2 separate regions of the Oryzias latipes genome follow, and region 1 is linked to region 2. Evidence: chromatin contacts called from public Hi-C data. All regions are on one chromosome and are shown on one strand. The core of a region is the stretch at or near the end of the contact, and the rest is flanking DNA. Distances in the headings are between cores, read along the strand shown.

Region 1 (4,835 bases), core at 518-3,017, 34 kb before region 2:
TGGCTTGCTTTGTGGAAAATAAACAATAAGCGGGTTTGATGCATTGCATTGCATCATGCTCTGACATTCGAAAAATAAATATTTTGACATAAAATTTAGACATTAGACAATATTTCATTAGGTCTTTCTCAACAACTGAAAAGAAATGTTAGGATACAAATAAATGTCCATAAGGTTCGATCAATGACATTTTGTGTTTCTAGTATTTTGAAAGGATTTGTTTATTTAAACCTTCACAATTATCAGTAACACATTTAAAATCACAATTATATGAAACTGAAAAGTTATTTTTATTTAAAATTAGAAAATGTATGTCACAACCTATGACTCTAATAGATACTCTAATGTATTTTTGCTACTATTGTTACATTGTTTAAAACATCTATTTAAAAACAGAATTCCAGCAGATGTCACATAATTTATCAAATGTCTTCATGTTTTTTCATTATATTGTTTCTAAACTCATTTGTATTGATGCACTCCAACGACAAGATTTTTCATGCTTTGTGTCTGCTCCTTGTGGTGTTATGCCATTGTTTAAATAGAAATCCGTTAAAGAACTACAGGGTCGCGATGATATGACGTCACGGATGTGTCAGGGCAGCGGGAAGCGTGGCTAGACTGAGAGACACATGTTGAAGACTGTCCAAGGAATGTTCGAATAAAGCGCCCTAACAAGCATACGGCTTATTTGTTTCCCTCAATATAAATAACACAACACTCCTAATTCACAACGATTTACATAAAGAAATACTCAGAAATGCTATTTTAATATGAATTTATAAATATATATATATATATATATATATATATATATTCTCCATCATGAGAAAAATGCTATGAGAGCATGTTAAAACACCAACACCGCAATGTTTTTTGGAGAGGGTCTTTAATAACTTTGTTGCAAACTGAAACTTTCCAGTGACAGTTAATGGTTTTTTTAAGGTGCTTTTGACTTGAAGTAAACAAATTTTAAAGTCATTGATGATGACTTTTAGTTGAAATTGACTTGGGAGCAATGTCTGTATTTCTAAACCTAATTCTCCCCAAAGGAAAATCAATTTAAAACCATTTAATAATTTTAGTAAATCCTGTTGATTCCTCCACAGATGGTCAAATAAATGACTGGGTTTCCATCAATCTCACTTTAGTTTTTTCTACTTAACAATTTAATATAGCTAAATTAAAAAAAGTAAGTGTTGTAGGTTTAACCTCTGTTTTAGTTTTCAGTTAGATATGATAGCAACAAGCAGCAAAAGTGTTTCAGGATGGATAATGAAGACGATGCATCATCAAATTGTGTCTATTTGTTTTATGGGAGTTGTGGTTGGTGTTGAGCATGATTGTGCTGAGTTGTCAGCGGCAAAACATTAAATGTGGGACCAAACAGCTTCCCACAAAGTTTAATGCTCCAGCTAATGGAGTGGGAGGAGCTGATGAGGGCTGAGTAGTGGGCAATGTGCTAAGACACCAAAAATAAGAACGTCTGACGTGATCATAACCATATGGAGACTGCGGTCTGCTGAGAAGGAAGGAGTGATCAAGAGCAGAGGGGCGTGATTGAGAAATATTTGTGGTAAATCTGCCAACAAGAGTTCAAAGATGAAAATATTGAAAAAATGAGGGAAGGCAGAACATGTTGTGTGAGTGAAAAGCAGAGAGCGCTGCTTGTTGGTTTAGGAAGGAGGCAGGAAAGCAGCAGAGGCAGGAGAAAGTAAGGCAGGAAAAGAGCGAGAAAAAGGAAGTAGTGTGCTGTTTCACACACTGGTGGTGTAGTTGAGCCCCTCACAAGAATCCTTCTGGCTATGTCCGCCATCTGGAATGTGGAGTCACTTCCTCTGTCTGCCCCGCACTCTGACGAGTTGTCCTCTGCCTCTTCAATCCCTCCCTCTGCTCTGACAGCACAGCAAAGAACCGCTGGAGACCACTGCAGTGCACGTCCTCTGACAGGACACGCTGAGAGAAAGTTAAAACTCCTGGAGCTCACGTCCATCTAGACATGCTGTAGATGGAATCTGGACTTGGAAGAAACAAAGACATCTGCTGTCATCAGCTAAACCCACTGGAGGGTGTTCCTTTTCCCTTATATGGCAAGAGAGCTGGGGAATCATTTGAATTAGTCTGGTTTCTGTTGCATGCCTGTCTGGTTTAGTGCTGACTGAGTTCCATCTGGAGTGTTTCTGCCTTTGCGGTGTGCGTGAAAGGGTCCTGTGTGTGTGCGACTCACTCTATCTGTTTTGCCATCCTCGATTTCTCTTTCTCTCATGCTTGCATGTGGGGTTGAGGTGGAGGTGGTGCCAGTGGCTCACCGTAGCTACTTCTGCTGTGTTTTCCTGAACATCTTTCTCTTTTAAGTTGCATTGTTGTTTGTGGTGTGTGGTCATTTGTGCCACACATGCACTAATGCGCCACAGCTTGCTAGCTAGGAGGGGAAATGAACGTCTTTACACAAGGTTTCATCCAAATGGTGGACTGGAGCTTCTGCTGAGGACTTCAGGGAGTGCTGGACTGGATCAACCCAAGAATTCGATGGATGTTGTTTTCCTCTTTCAGTGACATAGAACGGATGGCTAAAAGCAAAGCAGTGACCCAAGAAGCGTTCTCTGAGACACTGGCAAAAAGGATCATGGGTAAATTATTATCTCAAGAGGATCAATGCACTTTGATGCTAATTAGTTGAGTGGCTTCAGTGACTTCAGAGAAAACTCATCAGCAAACCTGACTTGGCAAATTTGGACGTGCTGCGTGAAGACCATCACCTGATGTGGATTATTCTTATAAAGACACCTCGATGCATCATTGAGCATGGCTTTGGCACCATGGTATCATCGTGACATCAGCCGTGTGCATGCAGAGGAGCTATTGGCCCGGGCAGGGCGGGATGGCAGCTTTCTAGTAAGGGACAGCGAGTCTGTGCCAGGAGCCTATGCATTATGCCTGTTGTAAGTAACACACACACACACACACGCTCACACACAGATTCTGCCATTTAAAAGAGAAAGAGTTCAATTCAATTTAAGAGGATGTCCTTAAACTGTAACTTGATTTTCAGGCTCAAGTGACATTTGTGTCACCTGTAACACCATTTGTGAAGAAGTTTATTTTTTCCCCCTGCAGCTTTGTCAAGAAAAGTCAGTTTCATTACTAAAATCCCATCAGACTTTCATTTATGACTCTGTTTCCCCGTTTGCCCCTCATTTTTCCCCGGGGCCCCTGAATTCGGGCAGCAGATCCAGCAACCGCACTAAGCTGATGGCTCGTCGGCCCAAGCCAGATACATTCCTGAAGGCTGAGCCTGGCTCCTTCCCTGTGCTGCCTCTTTCCTTTCATTCTTTTCTCAGTGCATCATTCTCTTTTTGCTTTTTTTTTAAATGTCTTAAGTGTTGTGCTTGCAGTGCTTCATCATCATGTGCTGAACAGGAGCTACAGTGTCTCTATATCTGACAGGGATGGAGGTGGTGATCCAAGTGTCTTATGACCTTAATGAAACAACTAAAACCACTAATAAGTAACACAAATATCTTTAAAAAAACAGGTGTTTTTTATTTCCCTCATAATTTTCTTCAGAACCCTGAATTTTTCTAATTTTACAAACCTTTGCTCATTAATTTAGGAAACCTTTGCTGTCTTTCCCATCACGGACGTAGACCATAACAGATATTTTTGGTTCCCAAAGGTTCCAGTGTCACGTTCACACCTACCGTATTCTTCCCGATGCGGATGGTCTCCTGGCCGTTCAGGTGAGTGTTTTCTGCCAGATTTATTCTCTGCCTGAAAAGCCTGAGAAAAACATGAGTGAACTGAATGAATCTGAGCAAGTCCTGACCTTGGCAGACCACCCAGGCAATCAAAAGGGAATCTAAAGATGAAGTATTTGACTGTTCTGTGAACATAGGCTTGTTTTGTTTTTCTTCTCTGTACAAGTCTCAGTTGTAGTTACTTTGTTGTTTGAATGGCATTTTTGCCATGTGGCTGCATGCTTTCAGCTTGAGCTCAGCTGCACAGTGGAAAAATTGTTTTTATGTCTCAGAGATTCCTGCTCAACCCACACATGGAGTGAAGGGTGTGCGTCTTTGCTATGCATGAGGATGTGGGTGTTCATATTAGAAATAATGTCTGTTGGATGTATTGCATTTGTGCCAGAGATTGCTCAAATGGGGTTTAGTCAGCACATGACCTACTTCGTAGAACTAGTAAAAACCCTCACAAACACAGAGGGTAAACCACACAGTTTCCCTTTTGTAGTTTTATTTAAAAAAACGATCTAACCAAACAGAGCCTCTTCTCACTGCAAAGAAAAAAAACAAAACAAAAAATGTCAAAATGTCACAGAATAACACATAAATTTAGATGCATTGAGTTTTGGGCTGAGTTCATATTTTAATTTGTGAGTTTAAAATGGTTTTGGAAGAAAAACATGTTTGAAGCATCTTCTCAGACCTCAGAAAACCTGTGAGTGAAGCTTTGATAGCATCTACATGGTAGCTGTCAAAGATGTTTCCTCTCCTCTGGGGATCAACTTTTGGAATCCCTCTGGTATGCTTTTTATCACAACGCATCATCTGTGCGTGTCTTTTTCCATCATTCAAATAAGTTTCGCTCTGCCAAGCACCATTTTGAGGGGGGTGGGGTGGTACGTCAAGCATGCAACAAGCATTGTTTTCTGTCACATATTTTCCTAAAGTAATAGCCAGACTCAATATTAGTTTGAATTGGGGTTTTCTGTCACTAAAAGTCAAAAGAAATGTGTTTTATTGACAGTAACAGCCTTGACTAGAGCCTAGTTGCTCTGACTTTGTTGCTTTGTAAAGCGCTGTATGTTTTTCTGAGTTTTA
Region 2 (5,055 bases), core at 1,510-4,009:
TTTTTTAAATTTCTGCCTCACATGTTCTTTCCAGATTAATTTTATATAATTCATTGATTGCATATACAGATATCGTTTGAAATACTTATTTTCATTTACTGAATTATTGGTGTTGTTTTTTTTAATAGTTTTATTTGTTTTTTGCCAAAATCATATATTGGATTTTGTTTCATTTAAAGTATTTTAGTCGAAATCAAACCAAAATTTGAATAGTCAGATTTTTTTCCATATGTTTTCTGACTTTTTCCAGTGTCTCCAGTGTAGACCAATCTCGTGTCACGTTTTTTGAAGCTATATATTGTTCAATTGTTCACATATTAAAGTGGGTTTGTTTATACTTTTGAAGCCACTTTAATTTCTTCTGCAGTTTAACCTTATTAATGAAAATATTATGTTGAGTGAGCTCCTATGTAACTTGAAGACTATGTCGGACTCAAACGTTTTGATTTAAATCATCAGACATGCGCCTCAAATAAAAGCAGAGTTTACATCATATTTCAAACAACTGCTCTCAGTTTGTGTGAGACTTTACAGCCTGCTGACCCAGCTCGGCTGCTAACACAGGAAGCGGTTGTCCTTGGTGTCAGTGAGGTAAGCACTGAGTAAAGTCCAGACCAGGGAGGGGTTCTGGTTTTTCTGTGGCAGCCTGCTTAGTTAGTGAGAGAATGTGGATTAGAAAGGAGGGAAGCACAGGAGCAGTGTTTAAATGCGTGCGAGGAAGGATAGGGTGGTCGGGGGCAAATTGTTTTAACCCCTATTACAGCAACTGCATGGCTCTGCCCTTATCTAGGCCCCTGCAGCCACTCATTAATATTCTGTACATATGGCAGTACCTTCTGTATCATTGTCTATTAATGGGACGGATAATCGCTCATTCAATTATCAGTCGGCAAAAGACCAGCCGTGGCGGCGCAGGCCTGGTTCACACCGTGGCACAGCCCAAAACAGAGGTGTGCCAGTGAGAAGGTGAGTGCGATAACGGGGATTACAACATATTAGCTACGGTACTTTAATAAGTCAGGCACATGCAAAGCAAACAGGGATCCTTCTGCCTGGAAGCGGCTTTTCTGAACTCAGAGGGAACAAAGCAGAAACATCTTCAGTCTTCGTCCAACTTTACTCGTCCTCTTCATTGGCCTTGTAGCCACAATCTGTATAGAGTTTTCGTGCTTTCATGTCAATCCGCCGCTCCTGTATTGCCATGGATAACAACTTTGATTGCTGCATGATTGACTCTGACGGCCCTAAGACTGCAGCTCGACCCTGATATCAGCAGGTCAAAGATCAATGAAGTGATCCGATTGAGTGTTCTGAACCCTGTGCGGCCTGTCGCTGTGCAGCTAAGGCCGCGGCCTGGATATGGGCAGACTACTGATAATAGTTTGACCTCTGGCTGCTTTGACCTGCTGCGACTTTGTTGAATCAACTCAAGCAGCCACACAGAAAAGCAGCTGAAACACGGGGAGAAAGAGTTGGAACTAGCTTGTTTGGTTATCCCGTGAGTTTCTTGAAGAGGTGGGTCAGGAGACTTGGAAGTGCAGTGCTGTTTTTAAATGGAAGTGTTTTGAGGAAGTGCAAGAAAGATTGGAGGTGAAATGTTAAGAAAGATCACACAAAATCTGTAGTTTGATAAATTTGAGTGAAGCGGAGGCGACCGGGGCTGAGAGGAGCTTTTGTTGCCGCTTCCATTTTCTCCGGCAGAGAGGCGCGCTCGCAGGGTCAGAGAAGTTACGAAACTAATTAAAGCTCGGTGATTCACTGCCTGCTGCGGAGAAAAGAAAGCAAGCTGTCATTCTGATTTAGAAAAATAAATTACAATTTTAATAATGGGGGAGGATAGGGCTGCGAGAATGTCTACAGCCTTGGCGGGCTGGGGTGGGCCTGTTGGGAGAGAGGAGGGGTTGAGGGGTTTGCTGGCTGCCTACTTATCAATAGTTGCAATTTTTTTTTTTTTTTTTGAAACCGCATCGGTAGTACATTGCGAGAGCACAAGTGCCCTTAAAAAAAGAAAACCCCGGAACATTAACATACTGATTTCATGCGCATGGCAAAGGGCCTGAGCCAATATCAGAGAGGACTCAGCAGTCCTATTGTCTGCTGGGACTCTGGTCCCCTCTGATATGAAAATTCAATTATTTTATAACTAGATCTGGCGCTGCGTTTTGACAGTCAACGGTAGCGCCTTGCCAGCTGCATCAGCGTGGGGGACCAGAGGCCCCTGATAGCGAGAGGGAGGCCATTCAGACACTGACATGTTTTTGGGGGACAAGATTGCCTAAATGTGTTGCATTTAGGGAATGAAAGTTAATCTAATGCACCCCCATTATCTCACTCAGGTAATTCCAATACCACCCTCAGTCGGTGTTTGCACTCACGCACGCACTCACATACTCGCACACCCGCTCATTCTTTGACACTTTGAATCTGATTCCCTGCATCCAGGTAATGTAATTTTGCAGCGGCACATCCTTCCCCAGTCGGTTGCAAACTTAATAAAACAGAAGTTGCTTTCTTATTGACATCAGCACTTTCTGGCAGCGGAGAAAACTCAGCCAGTAGGAAAACAGCCGCTCAGTTTTACCAAACTCACCCCTGAAGAATGAAGTTTTAGAGTACAACTTTTAAGGAGCTACCCAACCACCCACACACAGACACACACACACATGCTGGCTTTTTTTCTAGGACCTGTGCTTTCATTACCTCCACGACTCATTGTGAGCGTTCTGAGGGGGGTCGGTTAAGATTAGGGAACAGGAAGTGGCCCCCCGGTATGGCCCTCTCTACTCAGACCCACTGTGTTGTGCTTATTAACCCAGCCTGGGAGAACGCGTACCTGCCTCCCCTCATTAGGCCGCGCTGGAGTGTGCGCTCAGGCTGCAGAAGAATGGGACATTAATTAGTATTCTCTGCAGGGGGAACCGCCATTAGCACTTAATTAGCAGTAAGAGCGCCATTCAGTTGGCCAGCCAGTTAGCATCTTAACATAATATGTCATATGTGTTTTTGAGTCACAGTAAAATGCTGCTACAAGATGTTATTTTTCTGGACATGGGCTCTGCTTCCATGTGGCTCTGTGTTGTTTTCTGGCTGAGGCCACACATCAAACGTGTGGTTCTGTGTCAGCATGGACCCCTCCTCATCCTCCAGGTTAAACTCTGTCCTCTCGCTGCGGTTGACCTGCATAGGGCCAAATGCTGTTTTCCGCCGCTCAGAGCGGCTCGGGGTGGTAAAGTGGCCGATTCAGTGGACTCGGGTCAACTTTCCCCATTGGTCGTGGTGAAGTTCCTTTGATCTGTTGAGTAGCCATTCATCTCTGTCTTTTCTCTGTGTTCTCTGTCCAGCACCATCACCACTGAGGAGGACAAGGGAGGCTGTTAACCCACCTTGGTCTGCTCCTCGCCCTGCTTTTTCTCTCTTTTCCTCTGTTTCTCACCCTTCCTCCCCTCTCTGCCCTCCCCAGCAGCTCTTGGAGAATCAGGCTCGGTACCTTTCACTTTCAGCAATCTGAGAGGTGGAGAGCTGTCATTTGCCAATTTGGCCTGAATGGGGCGGACAGCGGATTGAATGTCGTTTTCCCACCAGGCTGCACCATCCATACCAGCAGGGGAGGGAGGGGGTTTCAGGGAGTGGGGTGTAATGCTAGGGCAAAATTAGAGCTTTGATGGCAGCTAATAGTGTGTGATGGGTGGTGCTCATGTGGGTTTCCAGTACAGACGCCACAGGTCCCCAGAATCTCTGCCTGTCTGTGTCTGACACACCTGTGATATTACGCCAGCACCGGCTTCTGCCTCAGAGCCGAGGTGTGGCCAGATTAGTGCAAAAAAAACTCTGATACTAATTCTGTCTGAGTCAAAGGACTAAAACATGTTTTGGTGTTTGTTTTCTTTACTTTTCGTGTTCAGCACCTTGTGTCGTCTGCTGTTGATTGAAAGTGCTGTATAAAGATGAGTTTAGTTAAGTAGAGCGGCCCTGTTTCTCTTTTTACACAGTTATCCATGAAAAATACAGATCAGCACTTGAGAGAGGGAAAGGGCCGCTCCGGTTTCAGGCCTGGATGACGCCAGGAAGGAGATTAGGTTGCAGAAATAATTTCTTGGTTCACCCTTGTGCCCAGTGATGTCGTTTTCTGTCCTTTCCGGGAATTAAGTCAGACTTGTGATTGTTTTTGTTTTAAAGATCTTCTTTTTCTTTAAAACACTTTGGAAAAATAAAAAGGCAAGTTAAAATTGCTGGATAGATACAAGCGGTCACTAACTGGAAACTCTTTGAAAACAGAAACTTTTTGACTTTCTTTGAGTTTGAATCAGCGTTTAATAAATGACTAATAGACAATGAAAGATAATGTTTTCATCACAGTCTTTACAGTGTAGCTATACTTTTGAGCAACTATTTTTCAACATTGAAGCACTTTAAAATCCATGGTTCCTTTAATAGAAACTGAGAGTAGAAGTATTATATTATTGCAAAATACTTGGAGTATAGTGATTCGTCACATAAATTCTACTCATATCATAATTTGTGGTTGACAATACAATTCACTTTTGATTTTGGTTCATTTTGAACGATCTGATGACCAATTTAGCCAAAATCCAACCAGTGTGACTCAGAGATAAACACCTGAGTACTGAACAGTGCAGGTGAAGTTTTCCATATTCCCCTTATTTCTTACAAGATAATTAAGTGTAAAGTATACATGTGAAAAAACAAATAAACAAGAATGAATGGCAAATTCATTTATATGTTAGTGTCCTAAAGTTCAGCCCACTGTTCTTTTTACACATCAAAATAATACAAACAGATCATTCTAGCACACTGTATGGTCACATGTCTTTAAATTCAAAGTGTTTCCACACATTGGACTGGAATGATGGACTGATCATTTTTTTCTGCCATCACATGTGTGTTGTCCGCTGTGATAGTTGTGTTATAGTAATATAAATCTACCACGCCTCAATTCAAATGGTATTTTCCAATTTCAGTTATAATTGATTTATTTCATTTTGAAAGAATTTTATAATGTTCTGAGTTGATTTGATTGACAACTTTCCTCAGACA

Evidence for each region. Hi-C and Micro-C count contacts between places; a contact is called where the count stands out from the background.
Region 1: a contact with region 2 is called in a Hi-C map of gastrula embryo, with 2.0 times the contacts expected there. The contact joins the promoter of LOC101168299 here to the enhancer-like site in region 2. A contact is called at or near these places in 2 of 5 Hi-C or Micro-C datasets (embryo and gastrula embryo).

Annotation. Positions count from the first base shown.
Region 1 is chr10:11,218,276-11,223,110 of ASM223467v1, reverse strand. LOC101168299 (phosphatidylinositol 3,4,5-trisphosphate 5-phosphatase 2B) reads left to right here and starts at 1,767. Exons shown (of 27, transcript XM_004073200.4): 1 at 1,767-2,942; 2 at 3,677-3,740. The coding sequence starts at 2,806.
Region 2 is chr10:11,185,210-11,190,264 of ASM223467v1, reverse strand. No RefSeq gene overlaps it. Among protein-coding and RNA genes, the nearest start is that of p2ry4, 10 kb to the left of the region's middle. Within about 2 kb of position 2,759, at least 1 of the 8 cell types and tissues checked has an H3K27ac peak or open chromatin away from gene starts, as enhancers often do. A contact at or near this core is called in gastrula embryo, where this site is marked.